Regions from separate parts of the Hordeum vulgare genome. Here region 1 is linked to region 2. The links are chromatin contacts, called in public Hi-C maps. All regions are on one chromosome and are shown on one strand. The core of a region is the stretch at or near the end of the contact, and the rest is flanking DNA. Distances in the headings are between cores, read along the strand shown.

Evidence for each region. A called contact is a pair of places that touch in the nucleus more often than the background predicts.
Region 1: a contact with region 2 is called in a Hi-C map of leaf, with 7 times the contacts expected there. The contact joins the promoter of LOC123447424 here to the promoter of LOC123447420 in region 2. A contact is called at or near these places in 3 of 6 Hi-C or Micro-C datasets (leaf and seedling) and 1 of 1 datasets of contacts at active chromatin or transcription factors (embryo).

The regions. Positions count from the first base shown.
Region 1 is chr4H:16,636,471-16,640,648 of MorexV3_pseudomolecules_assembly, reverse strand. LOC123447424 (microsomal glutathione S-transferase 3) reads left to right here and starts at 1,727. Exons shown (of 4, transcript XM_045124022.1): 1 at 1,727-1,937; 2 at 2,040-2,115; 3 at 2,201-2,373; 4 at 3,221-3,502. The coding sequence starts at 1,825. The coding sequence ends at 3,305. LOC123450193 reads right to left here. Exons shown (of 6, transcript XM_045127567.1): 6 at 3,797-4,178. The coding sequence ends at 3,907.
Region 2 is chr4H:16,469,558-16,473,859 of MorexV3_pseudomolecules_assembly, reverse strand. LOC123447420 (myosin-binding protein 2-like) reads left to right here and starts at 1,855. Exons shown (of 4, transcript XM_045124017.1): 1 at 1,855-3,527. The coding sequence starts at 2,702.

The DNA of each region.
Region 1 (4,178 bases), core at 478-2,977, 170 kb before region 2:
ACTCAGACCTGAAAATGTGATGCTCTCCTGACTCCAATCATGCAAAGTTGGTGCTACCAAACCAACTGGAGACGAGACCCAGACCAGTCTTCCGTTTCCACGATTTCTAACGAACGGCTTGGTCGACCGTTCACTCGCTTTCCTCGCCGTGAACCACCAGTCCATAATTTCCTTTATTTCTCTGCAAGTCGAAGGCAAAGTCCACGTCGTGCCGAAGACTTCTTCGACCTCTCTGCATCTGGCTGCTCCTGGCGTCCGAAACCATGGAATTCCAAAGACCCATGTACTAAACTCAATCCAGATGTGGATGATTACAAATGGCGACGTTCGGGTACGCGTCACGCATGACGTTGGCCCCCGTTGACTCGAGTAAAACCTACTCCCTCCATTTTATAATGGAGTGCATCCGTATTATTTCGAGATTCAAGTTTGCTCGTAAATTTAAGAAAAACTTTTAGAATCAACCGACTGATTTTCTCTGTAAATCAGACGGGTCTTCCGCACGCCACGCGTCATGGTCCACGCATCACGCGAGACACCTACATGCTGCCTCTCTTGTTTCTTTTTTTACTCTCAAGCTTATCTCTTCCCCTCCTAGAGCCCGATTCATTTCTACTTCGTCTTCTACCTCCATCCCCATGCTTCGCCTCTCCTCATCACCTCGGCCCTTGTCGGATCAGCCCGCGGGGCGGCTTTTGCAGCACCCGGTGCCAAGCTCACACTCCGGTGACGGGCTTTTGCAATGACGACCGCGACAGGGCCGATGTGGGCGCTGCAACTCCGGTGATGTTGCCTTCAAGCTGTTGGGAGCATCGCCTTAGCTGCAATGGAGTAACGCCGGGCTGCAATGAAGACTCGTCGGAGTTGTAATGGAGCTTTGTCGGACACGCCTTGTTGCGTTGAAGCTACGCCGGAATTGCAATGAAGCTTTTCGCGGACGCGCCTGTGCTGCGTTGTAGCTCCGTCGGACTTGTAATGGAGCTTCGCCGGAGCATCGGTGCTGTGTTGGAGCTCCAACGGCTGCAATGGAGTTTTTCGAAGTTGCAATGGAGCTCGTCGGACGCTGTCGGTTTCTGCATTGAAGCATCACGCGGCCTCTGTTCCATGTCGGGAATTTAATCTGACGATGATGGCTCGTTCAATCGGACGGCTACCTAGGGGGATTACGACTGATACAAATTAGGCAACAGATTTGTAGCAGCCGCCTAAATTTAATCGACGTGCGCATGACTTTGACAGGAGCAGAAATGGTACCGTTAAAAACTACTTTCAGATACGAATTCAATGGTATCAATTTCTTCTTACCGCGGTCATTCAAGTTGGTTGAACTTAAAGTCAAACTAATTTTTTTTTTTTAAACACGGATGGATTGCGCTATGTTATGGAATGGAGGCAATACAAGCACGGTTCTCTCCGGATCAAATCGAACATGAAATTCGAGGAACAACTGAACGTGTTCGTTCCAGATTAGGGAATATCTTTATCATTACATCGAAAAATTAGTTTCTTTTAAAGAAAATTAGGTTGTTTTGCTGGAAAAGCTAGGGGTAGAGAGGAGAAAAGAAAAGTAATGGTAGTACGTGCTGGCAGGCCCATTGGTTCCGAGGGAGTGGCCGAGACGGGCCCTAGGGAGTGGGTCAAACCTTTCTTGGGCCGGAGGGCAGGAACTTATTCTGGGACTTCTTCTCCAGACCCTTCCTTCCTCCACTGTCTGTCTATAAGATGGATAGACCTCCATTCCAATCTCCTCACAACCCAATCTCAGCTTCCAAGAAGGAGGAAGAAAATCCAGAGAAACCCAGAGAAGGAGGAAGGTAGACGACGATGGCGGTGTTGGTGGAGCTGACCAAGGAGTACGGCTACGTGGTGCTCGCCGTGGTCGCCTATGCCTTCCTCAACTTCTGGATGAGCTTCCAGGTCGGCGGCGCCCGCAAGAAGTAGGTTCTTTTCTTCACCGATTTCTCCCCTCTTGTTCCGGAGGAATCTGGGTTGGAGCTTGACGATCCGCCGCCGACGACGCCGCTTGTTTGATTGTTCAGGTACAAGGTGTCCTACCCGACGATGTACGCCATCGAGGCGGAGAACAAGGACGCCAAGCGCTTCAACTGCGTCCAGGTCCGTCCGCCGCCGATCTCGTCCGTGTCTTTTGATTTTGAGCGGAGGAACAAGGGTTGGCTGAATTCTTGTTGTGGGATTGCAGAGGGGGCACCAGAACTCGCTGGAGATGATGCCGCTCTTCTTCGTCACGCTGCTGCTCGGCGGCCTGCAGCACCCGGTCGTCGCGGCCGCGCTGGGGGTCATGTACACCGTCGCCAGGTTCTTCTACTTCAAGGGCTACGCCACCGGCGTCCCGGAGAACCGCCTCAAGCTTGGGTACGTTGGCCTTTTGCTTTTCCTCCGACTGGTCCGTATGCAGTTGATTCAGATGGCAATGGCATCCAAATCAAATCTTTGGGGAGAGATCCACTTGATTTCCAGCATGTTTTACTGGTGGTTTCTTGGGAAATTCTCAGCCCTGGGAATCATACAGGCCTCTTGATTTCATTGATAGGATAGCATTAGTCAACCATATCCAACTCATTAATGCGGTGAGTGGGTGGAGCAGGGCTCAATTTGCTGCTGCTCCACCAACTAAGCCATGTCAAAGGTGTGCTCATAATGAGCGAGCGGCTTCATTGATGCTCACCGACGACCTTGAGTAGCTTTCAAGTGCTTCTTCAACCTCCTGCAAACCGACGTTTTGTCTTCAGTTTTTCATTCACTTTTGGCTGCTGAGCCCCCAGCAGCCAACATCTTGTAGCAACCACTACTGCTTACCTGCACATCCTTTTCTGAATTGACATGGGCCATTGCTCTAGGTGAAGCAAGACCTTGGTTGGTTGGTGAAGATTCATTCACATTGCTGCATCATAAACTAAGACATTGGTAATTGGATGTGATGTAGCAATCCTACCCAAGCTTCTGTCCCATGTCAACCACCCCGGTTTATATAAGTGATAACTACTTGAGCAAAGTCGTGAGCTCTGAATTGATTGAGCAAAATGGCTTATGACGTTCAGTTGTTTCCCGAACCAAATTTGTAGCTTGTGACGCCAAACAACCCTGAACCCGCATCGGCATTGAAGAATTTAATTTCCTTGTTGTCCATGTCGAAGTCAAACTTTTTGTCGAAGCGATTCTGATCTTGACGATTTCCTTTTCGCTTTGGCGAATTCTGCAGGGGGCTCAACTTCTTGGCGATCATCGGGCTCATCCTCTGCACGGCGTCGTTCGGCATCAACCTTGTCATCAGGGAGGCGATCTAAGGTTCCCGAACTGATGCCTGACTTGATAGGCGTTGTGACTAGAGTCATGTAGGCGTGGTGATGATGTCTTTTATAGTGTCAAGAAATGTGTGTGCGTCTGTTTTACTCTCACAGAATAAGACTGAGGTGGAGACGGTTTGTAATGTAAGATCAAGGTTTTAGCTTTTGCAGTACAGCTTTTGATACGGTTTCAGTAAGTCTCCTTGCCAGTTTCCTTGTGCGACATCTGCGGACAATGATATGCTCGTTGTTATCTCCGCCCAGTTTTGACGTTGTTGTTGTGTTCATTCGTTTCTGATGCAATCTTTAAGCCCCTCCAGCCTGTGTCACTTCACAAGAGAAGTGTAGGGCATGATCATCGTTGGTGCACACAAAAAAATATATACCTCGCCAAGAAACAGCTGTTTCTAACTACTCAGGTTATGTCACGCATCGGAAGTGTATATACGATGCTGTCAATATCGTTTCTAAATTTCCAAAAAGGAATGAAATTTGCCAAAATCGCTATTATTTCGTGACTTGTGCTCAGCTAAAATATACGCGCAATGCGGTATCATATCTGCTAGTACAAGAAAATGCATCAATGGTATATGACTACCGCCTATTCTCCTCTAGCAGCAGTGAATCTCCTCTGGGGTGGGGTTGCCCTTCTGCTTACCACATGCTTGCGCGCCCCTTCGTCCTTGGCGAACCCCCTCCGGCCTGGCGCCGCCCTTCTGCTCGATCCATGCTCACGCGCCCCATCATATGGGGCAACGTCGAATTTGACATCCTCATCATCGTCATCGTTCTTGGTGTATCCCTTCCGGGCTGGTGAAGCCCTTCTGCTCGAGACACGCATGTCTCCCCCCTCATATGGCAAGGCATTGTCTT
Region 2 (4,302 bases), core at 606-3,105:
GGAGGAGGCCGGAGGGGGGATGATTTGAATATTTCATGTTCTTTCTTTTCGTTGATGAAATAGGCAACTCATTTGTCTCCATAAATGCATGAATTCGATGCGACGTAAATTCCCGCGCTCCATGCACCACTATCGCAATTGACAAAATCCCAGCCACCAAGGTCCTCCATCATCGTTTGCCCTTGTTCCCGTCATATTTGCCGACCTATTGAATGATAAGAGGCAGGAAACACTAGATCTTTGGGTGGTAGGTTAAAATTTCTTATGGTTGTTTCTTGTGTTCATAAAGACCACGCCTCGACAGCGGAGGCTACGTAATTTTGGAATGAATCTCTGTCAGCTTCATCCCCATCTCGGGTTGTCCTTCGACCCATGGTAACCTATGTCAAGGAGCTAGTGGTGTTTTGGTTGTCTGCTTTATCTTATGGTAATCATTGTGTTCTCACTCGTAGTTTTGGCAATGATGCACGGGTTTGCTGACCTGTCGTCCAAGCAAGTGGTAGCCACAACACGCAATTGTCTAAGTTCTTCACCTCTTTGGGTGGGCGGCTTATGTGTAGGTACTCAAGACCTTTGGTGCCAGACCGATCTTTTGTGTTGGGTTAGTTTGAGGTATCCACTTTTGTGTTTTTTTGTTACCGCGGGCATGAAGATGCGATCCATGAAGTTTGAGACGCGGCCACTTTTCGACGTTGTTTACCTGCCTTCTATGTCACTCCTTTGATCTGACTTACTCCCTGTATTCACTGTTACAAGATGTTTTTGGGTTTTTTGGATATAAACTACAAACATACGCTGAAATGAGTGAGCAAACACACCAAAGCATGTCTATATGCATATGATTTAGAATAAAGTCATACCATCTTATATTTGTGAACGAAGGAAGTGTGATTTTTTTTCAAAATGCCTTTTGGAGCTCGGGCTCCATGGCACCCTTTCTTTTTGAAAAAAATAAAAATTTTCTATTTCAAAAAAATGTGAAGAAAATATGCAAGTCCACAAGGATGAAATGTATATGTGTGCAAAAATTCAGGATGAAATACCTTAAGATGCGATTTTGCAAAAAGAACAAATTCATTAACTTTTGGGATGAATAGCACCATGTGTTAAAATGCCATAAATTTGTCTTTTTTGCACAGACCTTATTTCAACGTATTTTGTTCTAAAAATTTACACACATGTGTGTGTATGACTTCATGTATATCCATATTTATTTTCAGATTTTTTAATGTAAAAAACCGAATTTTGATGAATTTTGGTGTTTTAAAAAATAGGGCTTCGTAGAGCCCGAGCTCCAAAACGCCCCTTTTGATATTTTTTTCCTTCTATATTATACTGTCTCTGTATTTATATAATTATAGTTAAAAAGAACTAGACAGTTCTACAGAGGGAGTATAATAAAAGTCAAATGGATGATGGATCGTCTAAAAACTCCAAGAGTTTCGAACAAGATCGCCCGTCCGCTCTTAAGGTTTTTTGAGATAGCTTACCAGGCTTGCTGCCTGGTCGCTCTTAAGGTTTTGTAGACAAAGGTTGGGATTTTTTTGTTTCGAATGTTAAACCAACCCCCACTAGAAAAGACGCGGTTGATCGGGCGACCCTGCTCACTTGTCCACACTCCAACAAGTGGCTTTGGCATCCAGGACAAGAAAAGGAAAATATACTTTGAGCTTCAGCTGGCTTAAAACTAGTAGTAGGACTAGTACCCAGTGCAGGTCAAAGTCGCCAAGAACAAGAAGAATCCCAAATGTGCCACCACGTCCTTCCAGATCGTCGCAGTACATGTCTCTGATCCGGTCGTCTTCGGCTTACTGGATAAAACTATTCCTCCCGGTGCCGTCGCGGGTCTGAAACGAAACGAAAACGAGCGAGCCGTGCGCCTGACGCGACGGCGTCTCGTCGTCCGACCGGGACGTCTCCGGAGAAAAGAAAAGCCATCCATCCGGGGACACCCACCGGAACCTACCACCCCGGAACGGAAAAATCCACACGGAGATCGAGAGACGGACGCCGTCGCGAGCGGAGGAGGAGGGGGCTCCCTCGTCCCGCCCCCAACGTTCACCTCCGCTCCGCCATCCGGCGGCTCGTTGCTAATGCTGCTGAATTGCTGATTAATTACGGCCATTATACGCCTTTAATGGCGAGGATTTACCAGCGGCCAGCCCAGCATCGCCACTGACCCCAGCCGAGCCAGGCGCCTTTCCTCCTTCCTTTTTATTCTTCTCCCCCTCCATATCTCCTTCGTCTCCTCCGCCTCCGGCTCCTCCGTCATCTCCACCAAACTCCTCCCTCCTCCTCTGAATACCGGCGCCTGCAATCCTGTCACCGTCCTCCAATCCCGGTGTTCGTTCTTGCTATTTCCTGGACTTTCTCGCTCGCCGCCGGGAATCCCGTTCCCGTCGCAATCTGCTGGAGCTGATGAGAGTTGTTCTCTTCTGTTTTTGTCGTTCTTGTTCTTTTCTTCCATGAAACCGGCCCCTTCTTCCTCCTCCTCCTCCTCTTCGTGAGAGTGGTTCCGTTGGTTGGTCGGTTGCTCCACCAGAAATCGCATTGCTTTCGGGTCATCCTCCCTGTTCCCCGATACTTTTTTCCAGTCAAAGAGGGATTTTTCTTCCGCGCTTTCTTCGGTTCCACGGCGAATTCTGGCGGCGGGGCCGGCGTGTCTGTCGACAGCATTCCCTCCGGTCGCCGGGGAGATTGGATGGCCTCGGAGCCGGCCGTGGCGTCGGGCGCCTGCCGCGGCGCGGGCGTGCGCAGGAGGAGCGGCAGGGTGGCGCGGCTGCTAGCCTGCGCGCTCCTCGAGTGGATCCTCATCGCGCTGCTGCTCGCCAACGGCGTCTTCTCCTACCTCATCGCCCGCTTCGCCGCCTTCTTCGGCCTGCCGCCGCCCTGCGCGCTCTGCACCCGCCTCGCCGCCGACAGCCTCTTAGACCGCGCGCCCCGCCACGGAGCCGAGCCCCTGCGCCGCGTGCTCTGCGACGGGCACGCCGCCGAGGTGTCGCGCCTCGGCTACTGCCGCGCGCACCGCCGCCTCGCCGACGCCGCCGACATGTGCGAGGACTGCGGGGCGCCGGCACCGTCCGGGAAGGCTCTGCTGTCGTGGATGCGGCGGAGCGAGCTCGGCGAGCGGGACCTCGCCTGCGCCTGCTGCGGCGTCGCGCTCGAGAGCGGCTTCTACTCGCCGCCCTTCCTGCTCCCCACGCCGCCGCCGGCCGCGCGCGACCTCGACCAGGACGGCCACGGAGACGTGGTCTTCGTGTCCGAGGACGGCCCTGTGATCGAGCTCTTCGACGAGAAGCCATTGGTGGAGGATGATTCCATCGCTGTCATTTCGGCTCACCGCGCTGGCATTGCCGTCAGCGTTGAGCGACCGGTGCCGCTTGAATCCATTGACTCCTTGGCCGACGGTGTGCCTGAGCTGTCATCTGAGCCCAGTGGTGAAAGGAAAGGAGCAGTCGATCATGTGACGGTGGAGCAGGACTATGCCGACGAGGAGAAATTTGTGGTGGCCTCTGATGTTCAGCACTGTAAGTCAATCTTCTTCCTTTGGATAAACTGTACTCCATTCTTTGTATCCAATCTATCCACGCTATGGCTGCACATTTATTTACTGTGCCAAACATGTCCACTGCATATCTGTTTGTTATGCCAGTCATTTCAGCAGTAGAGTAGAATAGACAGTGTTATTTCTTGCAAATTGTTTTGTGACTATTATTGAGATGGTCTTTGAGTCTTTTTATCTAGACTTCTTATTTTAGCCGATATGATACTTCCCATGTGATATGCTAGATACTAGCATCTGTATTGATGAACCTTTTAATGAAACTAAGAAAAACTGCAAGTGTCCTTGATAGCATGAAATGGACCTCTTATACACATGCTCTAGCTAATTGCAAGAATAACTGGAAGAATAACCTTATATGTTCTCTCTATCCAATTTATCCATGCTCTCGCTATAGTAATAACCTATCTTTTCAATCGCTCCACTGCACGTTTATTTACCGTATAGTATCTGTTTGCTTTCAGTAAAGTAGAACAGACAGTATTATTTCTTGCAAATTGTTTTGCGACTATTCTGGAGATGGTCTTTAAGTGCTCCTGCCTAGACTTCTTATTTTAGGATTTTAGCTGATCCATTCCATGAGATATGCTAGATTTTTAGCATCTGTATTGATGAACCTTTGATGAAACTAAAGAAAAACTGGAAGTATCATTGATAGCATGAAATGGACCTCTTAACTAACTAGAAGCGATTCTTGTCATCTATGGTCCTTTTATTTGTTCCGTGCTGATAGCTTTATT